2 separate regions of the Pan troglodytes genome follow, and region 2 is linked to region 1. Evidence: chromatin contacts called from public capture Hi-C data. All regions are on one chromosome and are shown on one strand. The core of a region is the stretch at or near the end of the contact, and the rest is flanking DNA. Distances in the headings are between cores, read along the strand shown.

Region 1 (4,456 bases), core at 867-3,366:
GGAAAATGATACCGGTATGACTCACACTTCTGCTGTTTAAACAGTATTTACTATATTTGAGTGCAGCAGATGAGCTTTTTGCAGGGTGCTTACTATATAGATTTATGACCTTCTATAACCATTCTGGGAAAGAAAGAAAAAAGCACGCATCAGCACCACTTAATGAGGTTTTACCATATCATTCAAACTTTTAGAGTGAAAACATATGGGATGCAATATCTTTAGATGATCTCATAAAAGCCTTTATTTAGGAATACAACACATTTCTTTCGTGAGGCTAGTTTTAAGAATGAAGTTAACACCACCCCCAGAGATTATATTCTACCATTCCTTGCTTGATAAGAGGGTGATTTTTACGATCTACACTGTAGCTATCTAAGGGATTTTACAATCTATGCAGTCATGAGCTGGATTAAATAAACTATGTAAATTTATGTGGACCAGGGTCTAAATTAATTCAGGCCAAAATAAATCAAACCTTAGCTAGACCATGATTTAATTAAAAATTGAAAATATGACTCATGGCACTTAAGTATACTGATGTTTACTGCCAAAAGAAGCATTGTTCCCGTGACAGAGATAAATGCAGGAAGGGCTGATAGATTCCTCAAGGTTGAAACAGAGATACTGAGATGGACATGGCATCATACACATTTCTACAATTGCTCAAATAAATATCTTTTGGATGAGTATCACAAGTGAACTCAAAATATAGTCATGAAAAATCCATAGATATATATGTTTTTATTCCCAGCTTCTTCTCTCTCTAATTTTGGAGTTTTTGTGTTTTTCTTCTTGTGACTATATATATGTCATATATATTCATATATACATTAATATATAATCTCTATATATGAATATGTTTTTTGTCAATTTTTAAAAGCTCTTCTCCTTCCCGTTTTGACTTTTATATATTACTTATGTATTTTCTCCCTTCTATTTTCTGGAATCTGTCCTCTGACTTGCAATGTTAAGAGCATTCCTACTAGTGTGTCCTGTGCTGTGCAGGTTTGCATGTTTATGAAGCTTCCTTCTTGGAATATATGGACGATCTTTCACCTGGCTGAGGCTCCTCCTCCTCTTGCGTCCTCAACAAGGACCCGCGGCCACTGTCAGGGCTGCCCTCAGCATGACGCGGATTTCAGGGAAGGCTGGGTAGGGTAGGAATGTGTTTGAACCCCAACCAGGACCCATGGGAGGACTACTATGTGGGTGTTTAGGCAGCTATCAGGACAGTATTTGAAATCCAGATTCTCCGGGGCATGCGGCCTTGGCCATCACGGATCTGGGGGACTCCCAGGCTGCAGACACTGCAGGCAGAAGGAAGCCGTGGTTCCTCCTGGAGGCGCGAAGGCAGTGAAGTCGCCTCCACTCCAGTGTTCTGCTCTTGCTCCCTGCAGCCCTCGCCGCCCCGCCCGGTCCACGACCAGCTCCTCCCTGGGGATCTCTCCGAGCAGTGCCATTTTGCAATTCATCCTCCAACATTTCCAAGTAAAGCTTTTCTGTCATATTTGTGTTCGGGGAGTCTCTAATGCTTTAAGGCAAAGAAGTCAGTAATTTGGAGCTTCAGGCCTCTAGCAGGGTGGGAAAGGGGATTCTCTTGCTAAGTCAGTAGGCGCCTGGGTGTCCTCCAAACCCCATAGGGCTTGTGGGACCTGTGCCACCCCTCCTACAACAGGGCCTCCTGTTCCTCCACAACAAGCTGGCTCTGTGACCTGCAGGATGGAGAAAGGTTGTCCTGGCCCCTGCCAGACTGGGAAACATCAGGGCTCTCAGGAAGGACAGGGATTTCCCCACACATTAACCTTGTGCAGGGGATTGGGAGGGAGTTGGTGCAAACCTTTGAATTATTGTCCCCTTCCTTTCACTCTTCAATATGAGCGTGAGCCTTCCTCCCCAAATACATGAACAATTTTTAGGAGACTTAGATAGAGAGAAACGCAATATTTAGGATCAAGTTTAAGATCCCCCAGAATTTCCCTCAAGAACGGCTAAAGCACATGGCCAAGAATCCCCTCACTACCAGCTGTGATCAATCAGGAGAGGGGAGGGGGCAGCTCCTAACACGACAGAGGCGAGTCTTGGCAAACGGATCTCATCTCCTGTGGGCTGGTCTGATCTTAAACTCCAAGGGAACCGCAAAGGCCTTTGTTCCTGCCTCACAGAAGGCGGCCGCCCGGGAAGCCGAGGAAGACCCATGCATTAGCCTATGGCGCCACCTAGCAAAAACAGGGGGTACTTAAGAAAGATGGAGCTGGGAGGTTGTGGGGTTTGTTTTGGATTGGTTTTTTTCCACAACCAGAAAAGGGGGTTTCCATTTCATTCACAGAGTTCTGGGAAATGGAATTTGTATAAAACATTTTTTGGTCATGATGGAAAACATTTATTTGACTCTAATGAGAGAATCTGACCCAAAGGCAATAGTAATCAAAACTTACGAGGACAAGTGCTTGATTCTCTGAACTTGTTTTTTTTTTTTTTTTTTTCTAGTAATAGCTGTGACTATGCAGTTTTTGCTTCAAAAAGAACTTGATTCTATCTTACGTTAAAGATATCTTAAGTTAAAGAGTTACTTCTGGGCGATGTCTTCATGTCCAGAAGGGAAGAGGGGCTCACCAAGGACACGGTGCTGCAGACAAACAAGTACGGTTGTGTCAAGGGACATTCTGACAATTTTATGATGTCACTTTGCCCCTTTTGGGTTCTGGAAAGTGAACTGTGGCTTCCCTGCTCCCACACATTAGCCCCATGAGGAGACACTTGGTGTACGTGCTGAAAATGCAGCACACCCGGCCGGGCACGGTGCCTCACGCCTGTAATCCCAGCACTTTAGGAGGCCGAGGCGGGCGGATCACCTGAGGTCAGGAGTTCGAGACCAACCTGGCCAACATGGTGAAACCCCATCTCTACGAAAAACATATAAAAATTAGCCTGGCATGGTGACAGGCGCCTGTAATCCCAGCTACTCAGGAGGCTGAGGCAGGGGAATCGCTTGAACCCGGGAGGCGGAGGTTGCAGTGAACCGAGATCGTGCCACTGCACTGCAGCCTGGGCAACAGAGTGAGACTCCGTCTAAAACTAGCATCCTAATAAACCAGTCATGTTTTTTGATCCTACCTGAAGCGGTCTTCGTTAATTAGCATAGCGTATTGTGCCTGCGTAGCAGCCCCCAATGGCAATTTCTTTTTGATACCTTCACATTGGCAGCAGAAATAGGAGCAGGTGTCCAGCTTTTAAAAATTCTTTTAGGAGGTGCAGCACACCAACATGGCACATGTATACATATGTAACAAACCTGCATGTGGTGCACATGTACCCTAGAGCTTAAAGTATAATAATAATAAAAAAAAATTCTTTTAGGAGAAAAGCATTCAAAAAAGTTTGAAGACCACTGCTCTATCTCAAATGGATGCTCAATTAATGCAGTTGACCAATTGATAACCAAGGTTTTTTTTGTTCACTTGCTTTTTCATGTATTACATTTTAAGTTTCTTAAGTGCAAGGATCCTGCCTGGCTACCCTATACTCCCAAACAGCAAGAAACTGTTATGTAATTTTAGATTAAACACCTAGACTATTTGAAAACTGGTACCTTTTCTTAATCATAGTAATATGACCAAGAGTCATATTATTAGTCAATTGAACTGACACTATAGGCAAATAAAAACAAGAATTAATTTTTGGAGCCATCTTTGAAGGGCTAGCCTCTGTGTATCGTCATTGACTCTGGTCTATTATTCTATTCAACCAATGCCTCACAAGAATCAAGTTACAACACAACATTATGAACAGCCCATTTCTTAGGATATGGCAAACCGATGCCTTTTCCCGCAAGGCGAGTGCCTAAGGAATTTACCAGAAAGACTTTGACAGTGATTAATGTCAGTGAAATAGCACTTTATTGTTAGAAGACATGGGATACATATCAACATACAAAACTTAAAGCGGAAGCCAAAGTGCAATGCTTCCTTGAGCTTCATTGACCAAGATAAATGAGGTCGTGCTCAGGCACTGGTGGTGGGAAAAATGGCTTGACAAATCTGCTATGTCCAGTATCTCCAGGCTTCACGTGGCTTTTTATTTATGCCTAATTAAACTGCAAAAAAAGGAATATTAATTTGATTTGAGAGCAGAGTAGTCTACATCTTCCTATTTTTTATGTTCATCCTGCACCCATATTTGTATAATCACACATTCTCATCTGAATTGGATCAAGAGTCTTTGTTCTGAAAAATTATTACAAATTCTTTATGGATAAGAAGACATGGATAGCCATACTAAAGACCAAAGACTTTTTTGACTGCTGTATTCTATAGCATTTGCTTTCAGGTCTGATTGCAATGTTTTGTACTAAGCACACCAGAAATACAAACTTCACTGGAATTGCAATAGCAATTCACTGTACTCATGTAATAGTAATAGCAATTCCTGAGATCTTCTGATTTTGGAACAACCC
Region 2 (4,456 bases), core at 584-3,083, 370 kb before region 1:
TGTAGACAGATTGTCATGATGGGTCTCGAGGCTCTATCTACCATTTTGTTCCCCAACAGGGAACCGAAGACACATTTGATCATTTTGAACATCTGTTTTAAAGTCATACAATGCTTTGTTTTTAATCTTTTGGCAGGGAGGCTTCACACAGATTAAGTGCAACACAGACATTTTCATTGGCGGAGTCCCCAATTATGATGATGTGAAGAAGAACTCGGGTGTCCTGAAGCCTTTCAGCGGGAGCATCCAGAAGGTACAGGCATCTCTTCCTCATGTTTACTGGGCCACCCAGACTGTAGACAAAGAAAGTGAGGATTATGATCAGTGTCATCTGCTGCACCCAAGAAAGACACTTTGAGAAAGTTTTAACATTTTTAAAAATTTCTATTTTAATGCCCACAGCATGGCTTTCCAACCTCACTTTCTTAGAACATCTGCTCCTGGGTCTATGCCCGGCAGACATTCCATGAATGCTACTTGGTGATGATGAATTTTTATGGCAAATCTACCAAACTATATTAGGACTGCTGAGGGAGTGAAATGGCATCATGTGTCTGCAGATACTTCCACAGTAGGGAAGGAGGTGGACGGAGGTGAATAGCAACCTTGGCTCTGCGCTTCTCTTTTGCGGTACTTTGCAGTTTGCTCAACATTAGAGCCAGTGCTCATCCCCACCCCTACACTTTAGCAGTTGGTGTTCATTGATCATGTAACCAAGCTCTTAAGAGCACAGATTAAAGAGTTCTTCCCTAGAAGGTTCAGGAAAAAAACATTCAGTGAAAGATACTGACTCCCTGCTCTCTCTCTCTTTTTTTTTTTTTTTTTTGAGACTGAGTCTCGCTCTGTCGCCCAGGCTGTAGTGCAGTGGCGTGATCTCGGCTCACTGCAACCTCCACCTCCTGGGTTCAAGCGATTCTCCTGCCTTAGCCTCCCGAATAGCTGGGATTACAGGCGCCTGCCACCACGTCCAGCTAATTTTTGTATTTTTAGTAGAGTCAGGGTTTCACCATGTTGGCCAGGCTGGTCTCGAACTCCTGACCCCGTGATCTGCCCACCTTGGCCTCCCAAAGTGCTGAGATTACAGGCATGAGCCACTGCTTCTGGCCTGCTCTCTTTTATTCCTTCTCTTGGGGCTGCCCATGATCTCTGTGGTTATGAAGTCATGCTCTGTCTGCAACAGACCTGCAGCTTGACTCCCCAGCCCAGGTGGGCAGAACCACCAAACACTGGGAGAACAAGGATCTGAAGAAAAGCACGTTTAGTTCCTGGGTGTTAGCTTCATCCTGTTTTCCTTTAGTGACCAATGGTGGCTAAAGGATCCTTTTTGGACCTGAGATGGAGCATGAGGGAGGCTAAGGTGAAGGAGGAATGATGAAAGAAGTCCCTCCTTTCACTGAAAAGGGCCCCTGGTACTGTGACCATTTTATCTCCCATCACAGTGTCAGGCCCAGTCAACATTTGCTGACATTCACGTGTTTCCCTTTGTTACTGAACTTCGAGGTCTGTGATACCTCAGTTCAGACCATTCTCCCCCATGAGTGGGATTGGCCATGCTTAACCAGGTGTTTCAAATTCTCACCTAGGAAACAAGCTGGGATGCTAAGACGTTTCCCATCCTCTGCCCGCTCTTCTCAGGCTGTGCCCTCCCCTTCACGCAGCACACACAACCCTCTCCCTATCTCCTGCTAGAAAGACCACCCTCTCTTGCCTGATTCACGGGCTGGGCCATGTCCTGTAGTGAACAGTGCCATTCTTGGCTTGTCTCAGCACATATTACGCAGTTTCATGGTCCTTCACTTGCAGCCTGAAAGGGGGAGATTGTAAAAGGATCCTGGCTACTTTCTAGCAGCTTCTCAGATTCAGGACTGGGGAAAAGTTTTCTCTCAACTCTCCCAATGCTCTCCAAGGGCCAGGCAAGCCTTTGGAAGCTTAGATTCGTGGCAGGAAGTGCCATTGCTAACCTCTTATAACCCCTGGGCAGTGGGGGTTCCCCTGGGAGGTGTTCTTACTGTCTGTCTCGAAGTTCTGCAAAGCCAGCAACAGTTCAAAGTAAATACATATTCTGAATCAAGGGCTGGTAAAGTTGGATCCATTTATTTGGGGCTAGGGAACCCAGTAGCCCCTCCTCATAATTTATCAGTTTCACTAGAGTCACATTGCAGGGCAGAAGGTGCAAGGGAGCTCTTGAGCACCAGTAAATCCATGCACAGTGGGGTAAAGAATGCGACCTGTGTTTCACTTTTGTTTCTTAAGTGGGGAAGGGAATGTGCAGAGGGAGGGGATTCAGGAACGTCAGGGAAGGAGGATAGCAGGAGTGAGTGGGACAATCGGGGAGGTCCAGCTGATGGAATTTTAGAAGACTGCTTGAGAACATTAGTTGGAAACATAAAGGATTACACTAGGAAGTGTCTCTGGATTCCACAGCCACCGGGAGCCAGGGTGCCCTGTTTGACTTCCGCCTCCGTAACGCTGTGTTTTGCACTCTCCCCACTCTGCTTTATATACCAGTGTCTCCCAGCCTGGGCTGCATCTTCTGAGGTGACTCTCAAAAACTTTTTAAAGTTACTGACGACTTGGTCTCACCTTCAGAGATTCTGGTTCAATGGGTCTGGGCGGGTCTGGGCATTAGTATTTCTTAAGAGCCCCCCAGGTGGTTCTAATGTGCAGCTGGGTTGAAATCCGAACTTTGTAGTTCTTGGGACTTCTTTACAACCTAACCAAGTGGCCAGTCTTCCGGAACCAGAGGAGCGCGTCACTCTGCAGATTCTCCCAAGTGGATCAACTTGGGATCACTTCAGCTCCTGCATAGATGACAAGACTATGAAAGCAGAAACTAGGCCTGGCGCGGTGGCTCACGCCTGTAATCCCAGCACTTTGGGAGGCTGAAGTGGGCAGATCACCTGAGGTCAGGAGTTCGAGACCAGCCTGGCCAACATGGTGAAACCCCATCTCTACTAAAAACACAAAAATTAGCCGGGCGTAGTGGCGGGTGCCTGTAATTCCAGCTACTTGGGAGGCTGAGGCAGGAGAATTGCTTGAACCCAGGAGGCAGAAGTTGCAGTGAGCCAAGATTGCGCTACTGCACTCCAGCCTGGGCAACCCAGAAAGACTCCATCTCCAAAAAAAAAAAAAAAAGTGGAAACTGGACTTAAAAAAATTTTTTTTAATCTCCCTATGTGTAGCTCAGGTTAATGTGCCAAGGGAAGCTTTAGAAGACTACAAAGATGTTTCTTAATTCCTGAATTTCTTTATGTTTTTCTCTCTCAAGATCATCCTGAATGACCGAACCATCCATGTGAAGCATGACTTCACCTCCGGAGTGAATGTGGAGAATGCGGCCCACCCCTGTGTGAGAGCCCCTTGTGCCCATGGGGGCAGCTGCCGGCCCAGGAAGGAGGGCTATGACTGTGACTGCCCCTTGGGCTTTGAGGGGCTTCACTGCCAGAAAGGTACGCTCAGGGGTCTGAGGCACAGCTCCCTGGAGGGAGTGGAAGGAACGGACAGCCAATTGGGGGACCACAACTCTTAATGGAAGAGTTGTAACAGTGGTACAACCATACTGGTTATTTTGATCAATTATTTCAATAACTTATTAGATGATTATTTATAAACTACCATAATTCCTTAATAAGAGTTAAATGCTGAAATACTTCTGCTAACAGTGAGTAAATAGGTTCCCCACCCTCTGCCCTGGCTCCTTCCTTGAGAATCACCTCATAGTCTAGCAACCCAAGAGTTAACCCATAACAGAGTAGGGGTTTCCAGGACTTTTGCATCTGAGCCACTCCCAGAGCCTATCCTGATAGATGAATGCCTATGCTTTGTAGACTGATAAATATTTTAACCCCTGTCTTTGCATGCTGTATAAGAGAAACCTTGCCCAAATATGCAAAAACACAAATTATACATTAGTTGCTCCAAACTAAAGTATGCATAACCTTCTGTATAGTGCTATTTTTTAGGCTATCAAATTGCTGTGCCTCAGTTTTCTCAACTGTAAAATGGGAATAATAATAGCAGTATTATTGTGTGTCTAACACAGAGGGTTATAGTATTGACTAAATGAGACAATGTATCCAGAACATTTAGAAGAGGGCCTGGTAAGTACTCAAGCAACCAACCAATACTGGTCATTATTATTCGTGGGGAGAAAAATAAAATCCATTAGCAGGTGCTGTGGGCTACTCAGTTTCCATCTTGCCCTAGACTGAAAGCCAAGGCAGGTCATAGACCATGAGACCCTGCTGGACTTGCTTTCTGTACCTGCTTATGGGAAGCTGAGGACACGGCCCTGGTATCTAGAATAGGCTTCCCACATATATCCATCATGTTGGGCCTTCATTTTTCAGTCTCAGTGTGGCCTTTCCTGCCCAGGAACTTAAAAAAAAAAAAAAAAAAAAAAACAAGCCTGGAAGAAATAAAGCAATGAGCCTCTGAAGGAATGTGCACTGTCTTT

Evidence for each region. Capture Hi-C pulls out chosen DNA fragments and counts their contacts.
Region 2: a capture Hi-C map of stem cell-derived neural stem cells shows a contact between it and region 1, with 6 times the contacts expected there. The contact joins two enhancer-like sites. A contact is called at or near these places in 5 of 7 Hi-C or Micro-C datasets (blood, induced pluripotent stem cells, a lymphoblastoid cell line and 1 more) and 1 of 1 other capture datasets (stem cell-derived neural stem cells).

The regions. Positions count from the first base shown.
Region 1 is chr4:73,986,346-73,990,801 of NHGRI_mPanTro3-v2.0_pri, reverse strand. No RefSeq gene overlaps it. Among named protein-coding and RNA genes, the nearest start is that of OSMR, 35 kb to the right of the region's middle. Within about 2 kb of position 2,116, at least 11 of the 24 cell types and tissues checked have an H3K27ac peak or open chromatin away from gene starts, as enhancers often do. A contact at or near this core is called in stem cell-derived neural stem cells, where this site is marked.
Region 2 is chr4:74,357,613-74,362,068 of NHGRI_mPanTro3-v2.0_pri, reverse strand. It overlaps EGFLAM (EGF like, fibronectin type III and laminin G domains), which reads left to right. Exons shown (of 22, transcript XM_016953398.4): 16 at 137-253; 17 at 3,269-3,449. Among named protein-coding and RNA genes, the nearest start is that of LIFR, 160 kb to the right of the region's middle. Within about 2 kb of position 1,833, at least 1 of the 24 cell types and tissues checked has an H3K27ac peak or open chromatin away from gene starts, as enhancers often do. A contact at or near this core is called in stem cell-derived neural stem cells, where this site is marked.